Regions from separate parts of the Sus scrofa genome. Here region 1 is linked to region 2. The links are chromatin contacts, called in public promoter capture Hi-C maps. All regions are on one chromosome and are shown on one strand. The core of a region is the stretch at or near the end of the contact, and the rest is flanking DNA. Distances in the headings are between cores, read along the strand shown. Region 1 holds the start of MEAF6 (MYST/Esa1 associated factor 6). Region 2 holds the start of MRPS15 (28S ribosomal protein S15, mitochondrial).

Region 1 (4,547 bases), core at 1,034-3,533, 1.0 Mb before region 2:
TATGCTGTGGGTACAGCCGAAAAGAAAAAAAAAAAGAGTAATTAAAAAGCATCTAGGAGTTCTGATTGTGGCTCAGTGGTAACAAACCCAGTTAGCATCCATAAGGATACGGGTTCAGTCTCTGGCCCCACTCAGTGGGTTAAGGATCTGGTGTTGCTGTGGCTGTGGTGTAGGCCGGCAGTTGTAGCTCCGATTCAACCCCTAGCCTGGGAACTTCCATATGCTGCAGGTTCAGCCCTTAAAAGACAAAAATAAAATAAAATAATAAAAAAAGAACGATCAAAGCAGACATCCTTGACTTGTGCCTTAAGAGGAACATATTCAGTCTTATCAGGTTGAGGAAGTTACCCTCTATTCCTGGTTTAGTGAGTTTTTTATCGTAAATCGGTGTTGAATTTTGTCAAATGATTTTTCTGTGTCAGTTGACATGATCACAGGATTTTTATTCTTTAGCCTCTTATTTATTTATTTTATCCGTGGCATATCAAAGTTCCCAGGCTAGTCGTTGAATCGGAGCTGCAGCTGCCACAGCCACAGCTATGCCAGATCCTGAGCTTCATCTGCGACCTACACTGCAGCTCACAGCAACACTGGATCCTTAACCCACTGAACAAGGCCAGGGATTGAACCATGGATACTAGTCAGATTCTTTCTGCTGAAAGATGATGGGAACTCCTGCTCTGACCATTCTTATTCAACATAGTACTGGAAGTCTAGCCAGCACAGTAAGGCAAAAAAAGGAAACAAAAACACACAGGTTGGAAAGGAAAAAAATAAATCTCCCTATTTGCAGATGAATTTATTGTCTACTTTAAAAATCCCAAAGAGGAGTTCCTGTTGTGGCTCAATGGAAACAAGTCTGACTAGTAACCATGAGGATGCAGGTTTGACCCCTGGCCACGCTCAGGCGTCATGAACTGTGGTGTAGGTTGCAGATATTGCTCAGATCTGGCATTTCTGTGGCGGTGACATAGGCCCATGGCTGCAACTCTGATTAGACCCCCTAGCCTGAGAACCTCCATATGCTGCATGTGCAGCCCTAACAACAACAACAAAAATCCCACAGAATCTACCAAAAAACCTAGAATCAATAAGAGAGTTCAGCGAGACCCTGGGTTACAAGATCAACATGTAACAGAATGCAGTAGAGAGAGAAAAAAAAAAGGATTCTTAAATTTAATCTGAATTCTAGAAGGAGAGAGAAACTGAGGTAGAGGATATCCTAGGAAAGATAGCTGAATTTCCCAGAACTGGTGAAAGTACAAATACACAGACTGAAGAAACACAGAGACTTTCAAAGCAAAGCAAAAAGAAAGCAAGAAAGAAGGAAAGCAGGCAAGCAAGCAAGCAAAATGGAAAAAAAAAATCCTACCTGGATTTCTAATGAAATTGCAGAACCCTGAAAAATGGAGAGGAGAAATAAACAGGGGGGAGATGAAAACAAAGTTAACAATATCAGGCTTAATGATTTGACTTAAGTAGTGCTTACTTGCCAAGCACTTACCTTAAGTGATTAATTCCTTATGGAAATTGTATTAGGTAGGAGCTATTATTACTTCCATTTTATAGAGGAGGAAATTGAGCCAAGTGAAATTGAGTTACCTGCCCAGGGTGGGACAGCTTATCAATGGTAGAGGTAGAATTTTGAACTAGGTAGTTAGTTTGTGTCATTAACCACCACACATGTTTGTCTCTCTAAAGGGCAACGGGAAGTCTTTGAAAGGTTTTAAGCAGGGGAGTAACACATTTGTTTTCCCCAAACAAATCATCCTGGCACCACTGTGAATAATGGATTAAATGGAGCTAAGAGTGGAAACGGGAGCTCCTGGAATAATGTACCTAAAATAGGGAGGGCCTGGATGAACGAAGGAGGTGGCAGACAAAAGAAAATAATTTGCGGGCTCTTCTGCGGTCGAGTCCACAGGAATTGGTTTTGGATTGGATTAAGGGGGTGAAGGAGGGTGAGGATGGTACCCAGGTTTCCGACCTGGGCAATTCGGTGGACAGTGAAAGTCATTCACTGAGGAGACTGCGGATAAGTCTGATTTTGGACACGGTGAATTTGCGGTGTAGAAACGCGGTTAGGACCAAAAGCAGAACCCATCAGTGGGGTTCTTTTGGCAGGGCGCGCGCACGCGCGCGCGCGCGGGAGTTCTGCGCGGCGGGGCTCCCCTCCGGAAGTCGCCTGCGCAGGCGCAGTGCAGAGGCGGGCGCCCCCTGGCGGGCGGCGGCGCGCTAGGACCGCCCCCAGCCTGGCGCCGCTGCCGCCCGCCTCAGCCCAACATGGCGATGCACAACAAGGCGGCGCCGCCGCAGATCCCGGACACCCGGCGGGAGCTGGCAGAGCTCGTGAAGCGGAAGCAGGAGCTGGCGGTGAGGGCTAGCACCGGGGGGCGCCCGGGTGGGGACCCCGTGCCTGCCCCTGCCTCCAGACCCCGGCTCCGCCGCGCCGGGCGGTTCGTTACTCGGTGGGCGCAGCGCGGCGCCCGGGAGTCCGGCGGCCTGAGGACGGCTGCGCAGTGCGCGGCCCGCCGGCGCCTCGGCTTCCAGGCGGTGCAGATCCGGAGCCGGGAGCCTGGGCTGGGGGCGGGGCGCGGAGCCGGGGAGGGGGAGGGGGACTAGGCGGGCGGGGGCGTGGAGGAAGGATGGCGCCAGGGGGTGGGGGCTTCTGTGCTGCAGCCCTGCTAAAGCGAGTAACCGTGAGCTCTGCGGGGTAGGCGAGGGCGAGCGGGTCCATGATCTTTAAGGAGTGCGGGGCGGGCGGATCGGTGGGCTGTAGATTGGTCCGGGCTTGCTGGTGGGCTTTAGGTGGGGTGGTGGGGTAGGAGGCGAGTGTGGGAGGGACACTCACACATCCTGCCTGGTCTTTGGAGGATGGAGGGTCTCGTCCTTTTGGGGACTAGGAGTAGATCCGTTAGATGGGGTTTTTGATGGGCAGGGATGTGATGTGTTTGGGAACATCTTAGGAGGTGACAGGCGAGGGGAGCGGACTCGGTTAGGGAATTAAGAATTGTGACACGCAGCCCGGGTCCCTTGGACCGTGGCGGCTAAGCCCTCCCTCCCCTCGCGTTTTGGCTTGGGCACCGGGAGGCCCATCTCACCTGAAGCTGCCCTTCCAGGTTTCCATAGCAACCGGCAGCCCAGTGCTGGCGGCCTTTCGGAGCCTACGGGGAGGGGAGCCAGTTGGCGCTGGAAGGCTGCTTACCCTTCCCTCTCCTGGTAGCAGTACCTTTTATGCGTGGGAGTGGAGACTGCTCTTTTTTTTCCTCCGCCCGGGTTCTTGACAGCTGGGTTTCCACGAAGCCTCTGAGTATATACAAACTTTTGTACATTTTTCTGGGGACAGGCTCTCTCTATTCCATTCTGTCCTCAAGGGATACAAGACAGGTATAGACTGCCTTAGTGTGAAACACCCTGCCCCTGCCCGTGTCATTCCTCCCTCCGCAAGGCTGGTTTGGTGTAGTTGAGCTTGAATTTATAAGTCTGATATAGACTTCAATTTGGGAGTTCCTGTCGCGGCTCAGCGGAAACGAATCTGACTAGTACCATTAGGATGCGGGTTGGATCCCTGGCCTCACTCCGTGGGTTAAGGATCCGGTGTTGCCTGAGCTGTGGTGTAGGTTGCAGACTTCGGCTGGAATCCTGAGTTGCTGTGGCGTAGGACAGCGGCTGTAACTCTGATTCGACCCCTAGCCTGGGAACTTCCAAATGCCTCAGGTGTGGCCCTTAAAAAAAAAAAAAGTTCATTTTGGTTAGGCTTAATGCAAGCATGTAAAAGGTATTAACCACTTCCTTATTTTTCGTCACTCAGGAAACACTGGCAAACTTAGAGAGACAGATCTATGCTTTTGAAGGAAGCTACCTGGAAGACACTCAGATGTATGGCAATATTATTCGTGGCTGGGATCGGTATCTGACCAACCAAAAGTGAGTGTCAAGCCTGTAGTATTTGTATGATGTCCTTGTAATATTTGTGCTTAGGACTGGGTAATTTCTTGGTAGTGGCTTTGCAGGGAGGCAGTAGTAAAGTGGGGTGGAAAGAGGTCTGCATTTGAGCTTGGACTCTGGCTCAGCCACTCCTGGGTAATCCCAGATAAACTCTACACCAGCCCCACACAGTCGGAGAAGTCCCGCCAATGGCACAGGGTTGTGCAATGCTTCAATGAAATACAGCATGTAATACACTCCTGTCATGTCATGAGTCCCAAGATTTGCTATACCTGTGTGGCAACTGTATCACAGTTTCATTTAGTAATATTCTTTCTAAAAAAAAAATTTTTTTTTTTTCTTTTTAGGGCCGCACCTGCAGCATATGGAGGTTCCCAGGCTAGGGGTTCAATCAGAGCTGTAGCTGCTGGCCTGCACCACAGCCATAGCAACACAGGATCTGAACCACTCCTGTGACCTACCCTACAGCTCACAGAAATGCCTGATCCTTAACCCACTGAGCGAGGCCAGGGATTGAACCTGCATCCTCATGGATCGGAGTCAGATTTGTTAACCACTGAGCCACACGGGAACTCCTAAAAATTTTTTTAAACTTGCTA
Region 2 (4,216 bases), core at 777-3,276:
TGCTCATCCACTCCAAACACAACAGTTTGCATTTATTAACCCCAGACTCCCAGGCCATCCCACTCCCTCCCCCTGCCACGTTCGTGTCTTCTTGCCTTAATTACTTCATTCCACCCTCAGCTAGCTTCTAGGCCCTGTGCTGGCAGTGGGGGTTCAAACCCAACGAGGCTCAGTCCATCCTCGCAGAGCTCCCAATCTAGTGATATAGACTTGAAAGATGACCACCAGAGCACAGTGGCCAGGGTTGCCGAGGGAGTCACGGAGGAACACACCTCGGGAACAGACACAGGGAACAGACCTCGGAAAAGAGTAACCCCTGCTGCGATGTATAATTAAAAACAAAGTCTCCCTAAAACATCTCTCCACAAGGGTAGAAGAGGAAGAAAACAGTGTTTTAATTGAATGAGAATTAAATCAGAATGCGATGCGCGACACAGGCAATCAGCTCAAGAGCTTGCAAAGACAAAAAAGCACCCTTTCACAGCCAAGCGGACACAACTTATGCATTTTCTCAAGATAATCAATAACTAGTCCTCAAGTAACAGGACTTGACAGCACTATTTGTCACACTGGGGTCATCCTAAATTCAGCTGGGAAATGGGGTAGCTACCTGGACTTGCTAATCACATTTATTCAAAGGAAAAATTAATTTCTCTTATCTTTATGAGAGGAGGTTGGCAACTCGGAGCTGGGCACTAGCTGAAGTTAGGCTCCCACCCTCCTGCAGAAACTGGAAGACAGAAGTACTATCTTTCTCAATGATTACATCTCAGAGCCGGCTCCCAGATCCTTGAGCCAGACATGCCTGAGTTGTAAAACTGGCAAGAGGCTCGTTTAGCTTTTTAAAAGATTTACATACTTCTCAAAAGAGCAGAGAAAGAATTCGCAGGTACACCTATTCCAAAGTAAATGCTCTGGAGTTCCCCGTCATGGCTCAGCAGTAAAGAAGCGACTAGTATCCATGAGGATACAGGTTCCATCCCTGGCCTTGCTCAGTGAGTTAAGGATCCAGCATTACGGGGAGCTGTGGTGTAGGCCGGCAGCTGGGATTCGACCCCTGGCCTGGGAACTTCCATATGCTGTGGGTGTGGCCCTAAAAAGACACACACACACAAATAAATAAATAAAGTAAATGCTCTAAGGCATTCCCTGTGACTCAGTGGGTTAAGGATCCAGTGTTGTCACTGTGTGGCTTGGGTCGCTGCTATGATTAGGGTTCGACCCCTGGCCTTCTGCATGCTGCGGGCATGGCCAAAAAATTAAAAATAAAATAAAATGCTCTAAGAAAAGCAAGGGGGAAGAGAGTCTCCCTTTTTTGCACCGGGGAAAATAAAGATTTATTTTTCCTACTTTTAATTTGCATTTATCCTTAAACTCATTTCACAAATATCACAACTAATATTTCTTGATTGTTTACTACAGTCCAGATGCTTTGCACACAACTGCCCCAGTTAATCTTCTAACAACCTAAAAGATCGATACTGTTATTACCACCCCATATCATGGAGGAGTAAATACACTGTGGCCCAGAAAGGTTGAGGGACTTGCCTACAAAATCACACAGAGAGTAAATGGCTGAGCTAGGATTCCAGCCCAGGGCTGTCCAAACTCAGCGACCTTAATTACCACGCTGCAATGCTGCCAAAAAGGATGAAACCCAGTAATTCCTATGCGGCCCCATCCTGGACTGGGGCTAAGGCCACAGGATGCTAGATTAGGGGTAAAAGACCAAGGCAGGTCCCATGGAAGCCCTCAAGATAATCGGAGCCGAGGTCAGGAAAATAGAATGGGATTAAAGGTGGGATGCACGCTCAAGAAATAGTAGCATCTTAGATTTTATACAGCACCGCACACCATTAACAAAGCCAGGCAAAGTCCAAGCCCTCCCACCCCCTCGAACCGCCAAGCTCACACAACAGCTACCTAGACCTCCCCTCCGCCCAACTGCGCGCCTTAAGAGAGGCCTACCTTCCAATCTATCATCTCGGTTCTCATCTGCTCCGGTCTCGCGACTGCACTCGATTGATCGAGCCTGAGCCAACATGGCAGCGCCCATGTAAGTACAGTCCGTACCGCGAAGGCGACGGAGGCCGCGGCGAGGGTCAGAAGTCACCATGCTGAGGGCGGCGTGGAGGGCGCTGAGTTCGATTAGGACCCAGGCAGTGACCCAGGCCCCAGTCCTCGGGCTTCCGGGCGGAGGGTGCGCCAGGTTTCCCTCTGTCCAGCGGGCCCTTCCCTCACGTCCTGCAGGTGAGGAGCTGAGAAGCCCGACAGCGGGTGTAGGGAAACGGGGTTCGGCGGAGATAGAGGATACCGGGGAAGAGGCTGGAGGGGGAGTGTAGCGGCAGAACAAAGAGCGGTCGCGGACGAAGTAAGGCGAGGTGGGAGAGAGCTGGGACATCGGTGTGCGGAAGAACTGGGGCGGCGGTTCCGCGCAGAGGCACAGAGACCATGGAGGAAAAGTAGTGCGAGGGCCGTAGACGAGAATCGAGCCTGAACTGTTTAAGGACATGGGCTTCAGCCCTTTCTCTCTTGCGTAGGTCTCATTCTCCGGGCCGCCCGTGGATATGCCGCCCAAAAGCCAGGTAGGAGGTCTTGGGTTGGACTTGAGACGGAAAAGAGATTGCCTGGAAGGGGTGGGGTGACCAAGGGGACAGAGGTGGCTAGTTAGAGCCACTAGGTGGGGGAGGCTGCAGGGGGGATTGGCCAGAGGACCTGCGAAGAAAGCCACGTCCACCTAGTCACAAAGCCGCAGGCCTGGAGCCCGCCTGAAAGGTAAGGGGAGGGGAGATGAACATTAGGAGCAGGAGTTTTGGGGGTCGATGTGAATGGAAATGAGCCAGCCAGGGGGAATGCGTGGCTGGCACTACCCAAGCTCACCTGGGTAGCACAGCATTTGCGTCCTCCCTTTCTTGTTTCCCATTTCTAGGCAGTGTTCACATCTCTGTTACTTGATATTATTTACTTATTTGCATAGGGGAGGAGCAGGGTCTGACTGGAGAAGACAGGCTCATCTCCCATTGCCTCTGCCTCAACAGTAAGCACACGCCCGGGCCCATTTCCTGTGGTCTCTATTTGGTGCTTATGTTGCAGGTGTCTTAAAGCTAAGAGTTCCTCCTCAACCCCCTTATTTCATTCATGCAATTAGCTAGTGAGTGTTGAGTGCCTCTTCTGTGGTGGGCCACAAACCAGACTGTGCGGGATTCAGAGGGAGTCAAACTTCACAGGAGGACCCATCCACGTAGGACACCTGATAACTGTAGAGCCAGATGGGTGTGTGAGAGATGCGAGCACAGTACAGGGTCTTGGGAAAGGCTCTCTGCTCCCAGCATGATATATCAGGACAGGTACCCACAGGATTTGCAGAAGAGAAACAGCCCAGAGATATCCAGTGCCTTGCCTGAGAACCTGGATGTGTCTGACAGTGTTCGTTTGGTGAGAAGGGCCAAGTCTGGGAGGATGGGCAGTGAGAACTGACTGTTTTCCATCCCTACCCTTGACAGTCCAGCCCAACCAAGATGACCCGCCTCCTTCCATGCTGCTCCTGGACTACCAGAACGTGCCTGGAATTCATAAGTAAGCAGGAAGAAATCTCTTCGATGAAGCAGGGGGCCCTGGGAGGATTGGCAAGGAAAGGGCTTCAGGGTGGAGGCCTGCTGTATCTGAAGCTTGATTATGGAACAGGGCAGAGAACTAGAGAAGCCCAGGCAGGGTGAAGGTGAATGGGCAGTAGGGGCAGATGGAGCTCTGGATAAAGACCCTCTACTCTACCCTTAGATATCAAGGAGTCACCATGCCTCACAGGTCTTTGTGGAAATCTCTCATCTCTTGATCCTATGTGAGAAGAAAGAGTATCCCCCTTTTGTAGATTAGCAGACTGCCCAGAGTCATGCAGCTCCTAAGGGGCAGACCTGGAGTCTGAATCAGGGCTGAAAGACACCAAAACCAAGACCCTCTGCTCAGCCCCTCTCCTCTGCAAGGTGGGAGCTGGGCAGTCCCTCCAGTCCTTCCCACTATGCAATGTAACATGAGAAAGAAACAATGATTTTAGAATTGAAGTGTTTCAAGACAGACTGAACCATATTCCAGCTAAAATGGGAATCCTCTTTTTGCCTTCACTGTGATGAGCCTGGAACACTCAAGTTGACAGCCCCAGTTTTCTGTAGTTATCAGGTCATTCCATATTCTCAGCTCAGCAAATCAGATCCATGCTGAC

Evidence for each region. Promoter capture Hi-C pulls out the DNA fragments that hold promoters and counts their contacts.
Region 1: a promoter capture Hi-C map of fetal skeletal muscle shows a contact between it and region 2, with 20 times the contacts expected there. The contact joins the promoter of MEAF6 here to the promoter of MRPS15 in region 2. A contact is called at or near these places in 2 of 5 promoter capture datasets (fetal skeletal muscle and liver) and 2 of 2 datasets of contacts at active chromatin or transcription factors (alveolar macrophages and skeletal muscle).

Annotation. Positions count from the first base shown.
Region 1 is chr6:93,586,718-93,591,264 of Sscrofa11.1, reverse strand. MEAF6 (MYST/Esa1 associated factor 6) reads left to right here and starts at 2,283. Exons shown (of 7, transcript NM_001243456.1): 1 at 2,283-2,373; 2 at 3,812-3,927. The coding sequence starts at 2,284.
Region 2 is chr6:92,545,649-92,549,864 of Sscrofa11.1, reverse strand. It overlaps MRPS15 (28S ribosomal protein S15, mitochondrial), which reads left to right and starts at 2,026. Exons shown (of 8, transcript XM_021095959.1): 1 at 2,026-2,250; 2 at 2,541-2,585; 3 at 3,504-3,576. The coding sequence starts at 2,115. It overlaps LOC102167570 (a long non-coding RNA gene), which reads right to left and starts at 2,120. Exons shown (of 5, transcript XR_002344972.1): 1 at 1,969-2,120.